2 separate regions of the Sus scrofa genome follow, and region 1 is linked to region 2. The links are chromatin contacts, called in public promoter capture Hi-C maps. All regions are on one chromosome and are shown on one strand. Each heading gives the region's core, a stretch centred on a gene start, on an enhancer-like site or on the middle of the called end of the contact. The rest is flanking DNA. Distances are from core to core; before and after follow the strand shown. Region 1 holds the start of LOC100153925 (mitotic-spindle organizing protein 2B). Region 2 holds the start of UBE2L3 (ubiquitin conjugating enzyme E2 L3).

Region 1 (4,775 bases), core at 1,620-4,119, 350 kb before region 2:
ATGGGCTGCTGATAGCCTTCCTGGTACAGTTCTGTCCATGCTCTGAAGAAGGGTACTTCGGTGGTAACTGGCAGTGTACATGAATGGAGGCTGGGTGGCAGCTGAGAGGCTGAGTGGAGACGTGCATGTCTTCCACTTGGCAGCATGAACACTCCCCACGAGGCAGAGGAGACCCTTCCCCCCTCCCAAGTACAAAGCTGTTTGTAGAAAAGCTGAAGATTCCCAAGCCTCCCTGAGTCACAAACGAGAAGGCTTGAGCAGCTAGTGATCAGGACAAGAGAGTCACAGACTCAGGGTCTGATGCACATGCCAGAGTTGTTTTACAGATACTGTAACTGTCACCAGAGGAAAAAAAAGCTAACTGCATGATGACCAGACTGCAACCATGTCAGAAGCTGCTCCATCTATGGCCAGCACAATTCCAAGAACTGGCCTCAAGAGAATGGATTGGCATTATTGCTCAAAATAATCTGCATTTTTGTAGGCATCAAAATAACTGTAGCTGGAGTTCCCTGGTGGCCCAGCGGGTTAAGCATCTGGCATTATTGCTGCAATGGCGCACGTTTCCATCCCTGGCTGGGGAAGTTCTGTATGCCACAGGTACAGCCAAAAGAATAATAACAATTGTAGCTTGCTCTGCCCGTATATATAAGCAGGCAACTAAAACTGTCTGCAAAGAGAGGCTACAGACCCATGCTGACACCCATGGCACCATTCAGAGAGCATGGCACTCTACGTCAGCAGGAAGAAGTTACAGAAGACAGACCTTCACCCCTGATCTCGTAGAAGTGGAATGATGTCTGATGGTGGGGAATTGTAAGCAGCTCCTTTGTCTCTTTCCTGTTTGTCCCTTTCTGTTCCCCTCAAACCATACAGAAATAAAGTCACAAGGCAACATTTAACTTATGCTTTACAGAATGCACACAATGCCTTGCCTAACTGGAGTTTCCCCCAAGACTGAAAGAAGTAGGAATGAAGAAATAGGTAGTTAAAAAATGACTAGCTCTCTACCCCCAGCTTTCCCCTTAACAATTCTGCAGGCACACCACACAGGCAGAATAACATCAGAAGAGAGGTCATGAGAAGTCAGCCAGTCTCAGTCAGTATGCTTGCAATGGAAAATTAGCAGAGCCTAACCACCTCCTGCATCGATAATTCATTGATATGTTTCTCTCCTTTTTTTTCTTCTCTTTTTAAGGCCAGGCTAGGGGCTGAATTGGAGCTGCGGCCGTTGGCCTATACCACACCCACAGCAACAGGGTACCTGAGTTGAACTTGCAACCTACACCGCACCCTGAAGCAATGCTGGATCCTTAACCCACTGAGTGAGGCCGGGAATCAAATTTGCATCGTCACTGACACTACGTTGGGTTCTTAACCCACTAAGCCACAACAGGAACTCCTTTTTTCCTCTTAACAACTGTCAAGAAGCTTTTTTTTTTTTTTTTTTTTTTTTTTTTTGTCTTTTTGCTATTTCTTTGGGCCGCTCCCGTGGCATATGGAGGTTCCCAGGCTAGGGGTCGAATCGGAGCCACAGCCACTGGCCTACGCCAGAGCCACAGCAACGCGGGATCCGAGCCGCGTCTGCAACCTACACCACAGCTCACGGCAACGCCAGATCATTAACCCACTGAGCAAGGGCAGGGACCGAACCTGCAACCTCATGGTTCCTAGTCGGATTCGTTAACCCCTGCGCCACGACGGAACTCCCCCTGTCAAGAATCTTAAAGAATTGGTCCTGGGACACCAGCTGGTCTTCTCCCCGGGTGCCAGCCTTCCTTTCTACCAACACTTTTGGCTTTCCAGCAGTGTGAGCAGCCCAACCTGAGTTCGGTAACACCGAGTCTGTTCAACTCTTAATTAAACTAGCTATCAGTTTCCGTTTCAAGGAAGACAAAATGCTTAAGCCCTGAACCAAGTGGTCAAGAGAACATTGTGCACTATTCCAAAATGACCAAAGCAGAATAAAACCCTGAACTGTTTGCAAAGGGCAGAGGTTTGGAGATGATAAGGTGAAATTAGCTCCTTGCTCACAGTCTGCAGAGGCAGCGGCTGAAGGAATGAGTCCTAGGCGCCCAATCAGGGTGTTTCGGGGAGAGAGGAGCGTCTCTCCGCCCCGGTTCTCGCTGCTGCGTCCCTCTGCGCCGTGCACCAAGCCTGAACTTCGCCCCCGCCACCTCCGCCCTCGCTGCCTTCAAGAGAGGATCCCGACCTGGTTTCAGGGTTCCTCCTGGGACCCGCAGCGCCAGTAGCGCCAGTCTTGCCAGGGCCTCCCTCTGCCCGCGCGCTGGAAGAAAGGCGTGCTCCCATCTGCTGCTCATGACAAGGGAGCATCTGGGCCCTCATGTCACAGACAAGGAACCCAAGTCTCCGCAAAGCCAGTCCACACGGGGAGGAAAGATAGAGCCGGGATCCACCCCTGCTCTCTCCACACCGCTCGCTGAGCCGCAGGCTCTCCCCGCTCCACTTCGTTCAGCGAACGTTAACCGAGCGCCCACAAGGTCGGGGCGCGCGGGAAGGCGCAGCTGGGCCCCGGCTCCCGGCCGGCCCAGCCCGAGGCCCGGGGCTCGCGTAGGAACGGAGACGGCTCGGGCAGAGGGTCTAGGTGGCCGCCAGGTAATTGGGATAGACCACGCGCGACTCCCGCCACTCACCTGAGAGACCCACAGGGTCGCTCGCTTTAGGGATGGAGGCCGCCATTCGGCGAACCGGCGCCGAAATGTCGTCATCAAGCTGCGCGTGGCGTCACCTCCCCTTTACAAACGGGAAAAGCGCCGCTTTCTCTTTGGGCTGCTTCTTTAAAAGGCGCGTGCGCAAAGTGTAGTCCCGTGGGTTTATGGGACCGCAAGGGGGCGCCCACCTAGGAAAAGAGCGCGCGTGCACGTAAGGCCTGTGCGTTACTGCCTAGAGGCGCGCCTCCTACCGGACCCGGCGCGAAACAGTACACTCTGGGTCCAACGGGCATTTATTGATCGCCCACGGTATGCCAGCGTGAGATACTCTGGATGCCGTCACCGCCGTGAGAGCGTAGAGAAGACCAGTCGCCGAAGAGCGGGTCTCCTTCCAACGCCCGGCGCCGCCCGGGCCCGGATCTGAGCGCCGGATGGCAGGGGAGCTGCTGGGAGAGGAGGGCGCGGCGGGCCGGTAGGGGGCGCGGCGGGGCTGTACCGGGTGGGGGACCCAGCCGCAAGCAGATGGCGGCGCCAGGCGCGGGGCCCGGGCCGGGGGCGCCACCAGGGCTGGAAGCGGCCCTACAGAAGCTGGCGCTGCGGCGGAAGAAGGTGCTGAGCGCCGAGGAGACGGAGCTGTTCGAGCTGGCTCAGGCTGCGGGCGGCGCCATGGACCCCGAAGTGTTCAAGTGAGCGCGCGGCGGAGTCGGGTTTCGGGGTTCCGGGGGACTGACGGCCCGGGCGAGGAAGGCTCACCGCGCGCCGGGTCTGTTCTCTCTAGGATCCTGGTGGACCTGCTAAAGCTGAACGTGGCGCCCCTCGCCGTATTCCAGATGCTGAAGTCCATGTGCGCTGGGCAGCGGCTGGCGAGCGAGCCCCAAGACCCCGTGGCCGTGCCCCTGCCCACGACCAGCGTGCCTGAGACCCGAGGTCAGAGCTGGGCCTGGGCGGCGGGTGTAGGGCGGGAGCGGGAGGTGGGCAGTGCCTGGCACATCGGGGCTTGCTTAGCCCTGAGTAGCCAGGCTTTTCTGTTGCTTTTGTCCCGGGACTGCTCCAAGGGCTGGCCCTTTGGGCTCCTGTCCCCAGCTTCAACTTTGCTACCACCTTCGAGGATGCACATCCAGATCAGGTAGATGCAGGATGGGTGGCCAAAGCAGACCAGGCCTCCTCTGGGACTTGTGTACACTGGCGTCTTGCCACCTCTGCATTCCTGTCTTCATCCCATGAACATGGAAACAAAGTGGCTTTGGTTCCTGTTCTCGTGGCACTTGTCGCCTCAACTGAAGAGACCTTCCTGCGCCCCCTTGTCTGCACCCTACCCGGCCCAAGTCCTGCCCAGGAGTCCCAACAGCTAAGCTTCCATCCTTGGGGCTGCAGATGGACCTCAGTCTGGACCGTCATGGCTGAGAAATGAGCAAGTGCTGGTGACCAGGGTGACGTGGTGGAGCTCTTACTCTCCTTGCTTGTCACTTCTGCTCCCAATTTTTAGAAACCCTCTGAAAGGCAGCAGAACCTTGGCCAGAAACACCCTGAGAAGGGGCTGATATTGGGTGGAGGGGCAGTCAGGCCCTGTGGGTGGGAGCGCCAGGGCCCCAGGCACTGTGCCCCCATTCTGAGAGGCCTTGAGTGCTGGAGTGCAGGCCTCCTCACTGATGTACACTGTCTGCTCTCTTTGTGTCTCTCTCCGACCTCCAGAGGCCTCCTTTCTCTCTGCCAAGAACTGTACCCCCCCTGCAAGGCCCTCCTTTTCCTCGGCCCGGCAGACTGCGGCCTCTCCGATTCTGCTCCACGGCCCAGCTGCCTCGCACTCGCCTCTCTCTCCAGGGCCCCCCGGTTCCCTCCGGTTCTCTTGCTGCCTGTTCTCTCCTTTTGAAGGTTGCGTTTATTAGTTTATCTCTGGGGGTTGGTGCTCTCTCCTGTTTCCACGGAAACTACCATGGCCCCCAGAAAGCTAGAGCAGCATTGAGCTGCAAGAGCAGGACCTGGCTGGCCATCCCACCATGCAGCTTAGTGACAGCAGTGATGGGCCCAACCTCCCTCTTCCCAGAGGCTAACTACCGGTATGACTTGTGTGCTCTGCGGAGGTGCCCTGGCCCCAGGGGAGGA
Region 2 (4,267 bases), core at 1,706-4,205:
TGGCCTGAGGCATGACCAGCACTTGGCGGGTGGACAAGGTCCCACAAACAAAGGAGCTGCTTGGGCAGAGGCTTGGGTGCTGGGTGTGGGAAGGGAGGACTGTGGGGCACAAGGCTCTGGTCAGCAGAGGGACGTCAAGGCAGGGTCTCACTGCAGGGACCACATGGGGGTCTACTCCTGGGGCCCCCTTCCCAGCTGGAGGAGGCAGGGCAAGCTACTTTTTTTTTTTTTTTTAATTACTCAAATGAATTTATCACATCTGTAGCAAGCTACTTCTTTTGGGACTTCCTCACTTGTGACATACAGCATTTTAGCGTGGCTCTGTGGTGCCAGGGAGCTAGGTGACTGGTGCAAATGTCCAGCCCAGGCCAGTCAGCCCTAGTGAGTGTGAGTGCCATGGCTAATTCCCTGCCCTGGCAGAGGGACTTTCTTCTCCCTGCAACACCTTCTCCTGTCCCAGGCCCCTCCCCTCCCCTGTCCTCTGCCTTCATCAAACGTTCACACCTCTGTCACTTTCAAGTTGTTGCCTCCTCAGGGTGTGGCAAGCCCCTGGATGGCAGGTGACATTTTGTATCTCCCTCCCTGAACCCAGCAGGTGAGAACCTAGGACCTGTGCTGATTGGAGGAAGAAGCAGCATGTGGTAGTTTGAGCAGAAGGGCCAGGAACCTAGAAGGAGGAAGAGGCCTTTTAAAAAATTTTTTGGCCGTGTCTGTGGCATGCAGAAGTTCCTGGGGCCAGGGATTGAACCCCCGTCACAGCAGTTACCTGAGCCACAGCAGTGACAATGCCAGATCCTTAACCTGCTGAGCCACCAGGGATCTCCAGGAGAGACCTTTCTTTTTAAAATTTTTTATGGCCACATCCGCACCATGGAAATTCCTGGGCCAGAGATTGAATCTGAGCCACAGCTGCAACCTATGCTGCAGCTGTGACAATGCTGGATCATTTAACCCACTGCACTGGGCTGGAGATCAAACCTGCACCTCTGAAGCAAACTGAGCCACTGCAGTCAGATTCTTAACTCACTGCTCCACAGTGGGAACTCCTGGGAGAGGCCACTCTTGATGGGAGGCTTGAGGAGGTGGCATGAAAGGTCAGGTCTGGATGAATAGGGTGGCTGAGTGGAGGGCAGAGATGGTGTGATCACATGCCAGGCTTGCTTTAGGGAACAGGAAAGTTAAAAGGATGGGGGCCCCAACGACCAGGCAGCTTTCACATTGGGACTGTGTGCTTATGCACAACGGCACTCTGCTGCCCAGGGCCTACGGCACTCTGCTGCCCAGGGCCTCCTGTTCCCCATTTCCCAAGTCAGCACAAAGGAGCCATCTTGCTGGGGAGTTGCATTGGCAAACATTAGTTCTTGGCAGTCAGCCTCTCTCAATCCCACCCTCTATTCCTGGTTGAGCCTGTCAAGGTGAAGGGTATGCACTGTGCTTCCTCTATTGGCTTGCAATTCTTCAGGGCAGGGTCCCCTTCTTTCTTCTTCTTCTTTTTCTTTTCAGGGCCACACCTTCCTCATATAGAAGTTCTTGGGCTAGGGATCAAATTGCAGCTGCAGCTGCCAGCCAACACCACAGCCACAGCAACACCAAATATGAGCTGTGTCTTTGACCTACACTGTAACTTGTGGCAACGTTGGATCCTTAACCCACTGAGTGAGGCTGTTCTTAACCCAGTAAGCCACAATGGGAACTCCTCCTTCCTTCTGAGAAAGCAGTTTCCAATAGAGCTGTGCACTTTCTTTGACCTGAGTCCACCAAGCACCAAGCCCAATGCACACTAGGACCAGGAGTCAGATCCCAGGCCAGGCACCCAAGTCTTCCACGGCTCTAGGGAACTGCCTGATGGAGTCCCTCCTACATGTGCCATAAATTTACTGAGCACCCTCTGTGTGCCAACCCTGGGGGGAGATAAAGGGCAGACAGGGTCCTTGATTGCATGAGGCTTATTATCATTTAGTTTCTGCACCATTGCCTCCCCGTGTTAAGCCTGGGCTCTCAGGACACTGGGTGGGAGACTGGCTCCCTTCCAGGCTAAACATGTCTAGTGCCCTTTTCTTCTTTCCTCTCCTGACTGCTCTTAAGACAGAGGAAAATGCCTTCCAAAGCCAAACTGATCTGAAGCTGAACCCCCCCCCCCTTTGGCCTCACTGCCCAGAGGTCCAAAACACCATGACTTCTGCCTGGATACCTGCAAAAGGCTTACGAATGGCCCTGCTCCCCTTCTGACCCCTACCTATTTCAACCTCCATTCTCTAACCAGAGTACTCTCCTTACACCCATGCACCTGACTGCGGGCTGCTGTTCACATCCAGCATGTAGAAGAGGACCCAATTCCTCTCACTCCTTCAAGGCCCCAAGGTCACCGCCTCCCTGTACCCCTCAATCCTTCTTACTCCATTCTGGCCACTCAGACAGCCTCGTGGTGTTGGCACTTCTGCTTGAAGCATCCCCCTCCGGTCCTCAGAGCTGCTTCTCATTCTTCAGGTGCCAGCACCTGGAGCGGGCACTGATCAGCAGAGGAATTCCGCTCCTGGCCAGAGGCCAGACCTTGGGCAAATCGCTGGCCTCCACGGTGCTTCCTGAGAAATGGGGTTGTTCACTGTGTTGGATATAATTAATTCACTGTTTCCTCAGTGAGGCTTCCTGACCTCCCTGTGAGAAAGAAGTATGTCCCACAGCCTCTTTCCCGTCACCACAGCGCCTCTTGCAATAATCCTGCTCAGTCACCCATCTCACACAACCAATGTTCACTGCGCACCTACTGTGTGCCAGGCATCGCTTCCCAGTGCCACCTCCCCGGACGCCCTGCGAGGGCAGTGTCTCTGCGGGGGGCCCGGCTCTCGGGCCTCCAGCGTGCGCCGGGCGCACAGTAGGCGCTTCGCCCGCCCGCTGTGCCCGCCCCTCCCCCGCTCCAGGAAGTGCGGGGGCTCCGAGCCCGGCGGCCGCGCTGCATTCTGGGCCGGCAGCAGCACCAGAGCCAAGATGGCGGCCAGCAGGAGGCTGATGAAGGTAAAAGCCATTCTCCGCGCCGGCGGGCGGGGGGCGGCGGCAAGCCGGGGCCCCGCGGCCGCCCGGGCCCATCGGGGCAACCGCCGCCATTCCCCGCCCCGCGGGACCACGCCGCCCCGGGCCGCGAGCGCCGAGGGAACTAACCCTGCCGCTAGGCCGCAGCCCGGGCGGGAGCGCCAGGCCGCGCCGCCCTGGCCCCTCACTGGCCCGGACCAGCCGCCTGGCCGGCCCGCGGGCTCCCCACCGCGCAGCGGCGGCTCCCGGGCGGCGGCGGGGGGCGGGAGGCCCACCGGGCGCCTGCGGGAGGCCCCAGCGCCCAGCCAGGCCGTAGCGAGTCCTCGCCGCGGAGCCGCCCCGCCCTGGGCCGCAGCGCGCCGGGCTGGGCGCCGGGGGCCGCGCGGGCGGGGGCTGGGGGACGGGGGCCGACGGCGAAAGTTAGGCCGGTTTGTTGCGGCTCTCGGGCTTGCGCCGGGTGCCAGCGGACCGTCGCTGTGACTGCAGAGTCACACGGCGGCAAGTTGAGCACCGGGAGGCGGAGGGGCGGGGGACGGCCGGCCGCGACGCGGGCCTCTTGCCCCAGTCCCTCCCGGCCCACCTCTTGGTCCTCCGTGCCCCTTTTCCTGCTGGAGCAAAGTGCCATATGGGGGGTGGGATGGGTTGAAGTCAAAACCGGCTAAAGTTTATAAAAATAACTTGATACTTTGTATCTTGAATGCAGCCGGGTGCCTTCTTGCTAATTGGCTCCTCGGGTGAGGAACACAGATGCCACCCGGGCCTAGTTCTTTCTCGAGTGTGTTTGCCGGCGTCTCCCGGAATGGATCTCGCCTAGGTTTGCAAGTCGGCCGCCCTGCCGGTGGTGCTGCCCGGCTATGCCCGGCCGGAAATAAAAAGGAGCCAGGAGCTGGTTTCCTGAGAGGAGATAAAGGGTTGGGGTTCCTCCTGGACAGAGCAGTACTCCGCAGACCTGGACGTTGAACTTGGAGTCACAGCCTCTGGGCCCTCCCTCCCTGGAAACATTTCCTTTCTTTTGTTCGCTAAGGGTTAGAGACATTGAACTTCATAAAACTGGATTGGAAGTGGGCACAAAAGAACCGTGGACAGACTCGAGGCTTCTCTCTTCTCTGTCCCCGACACCACCGTTCTGCCAGTACTCTGGATGAGAGAACTGTTACTTATTTCCCTGCTCTATTCCCCAAAGGCAGTTATCTTTTATGCCTTTTGGATTTTACTTTAAACATTTCTCGAGTGTGTGCCT

Evidence for each region. Promoter capture Hi-C pulls out the DNA fragments that hold promoters and counts their contacts.
Region 1: a promoter capture Hi-C map of fetal liver shows a contact between it and region 2, with 3 times the contacts expected there. The contact joins the promoter of LOC100153925 here to the promoter of UBE2L3 in region 2. A contact is called at or near these places in 1 of 5 promoter capture datasets (fetal liver) and 2 of 2 datasets of contacts at active chromatin or transcription factors (alveolar macrophages and skeletal muscle).

What each region holds. Positions count from the first base shown.
Region 1 is chr14:50,662,643-50,667,417 of Sscrofa11.1, reverse strand. It overlaps LOC100153925 (mitotic-spindle organizing protein 2B), which reads left to right and starts at 2,869. Exons shown (of 3, transcript XM_001929600.2): 1 at 2,869-3,358; 2 at 3,451-3,599. The coding sequence starts at 3,195. It overlaps SMPD4 (sphingomyelin phosphodiesterase 4), which reads right to left and starts at 3,930. Exons shown (of 19, transcript XM_001929589.6): 1 at 2,655-3,930. The coding sequence starts at 2,729.
Region 2 is chr14:50,314,097-50,318,363 of Sscrofa11.1, reverse strand. UBE2L3 (ubiquitin conjugating enzyme E2 L3) reads left to right here and starts at 2,955. Exons shown (of 4, transcript NM_001185133.2): 1 at 2,955-3,012. The coding sequence starts at 2,986.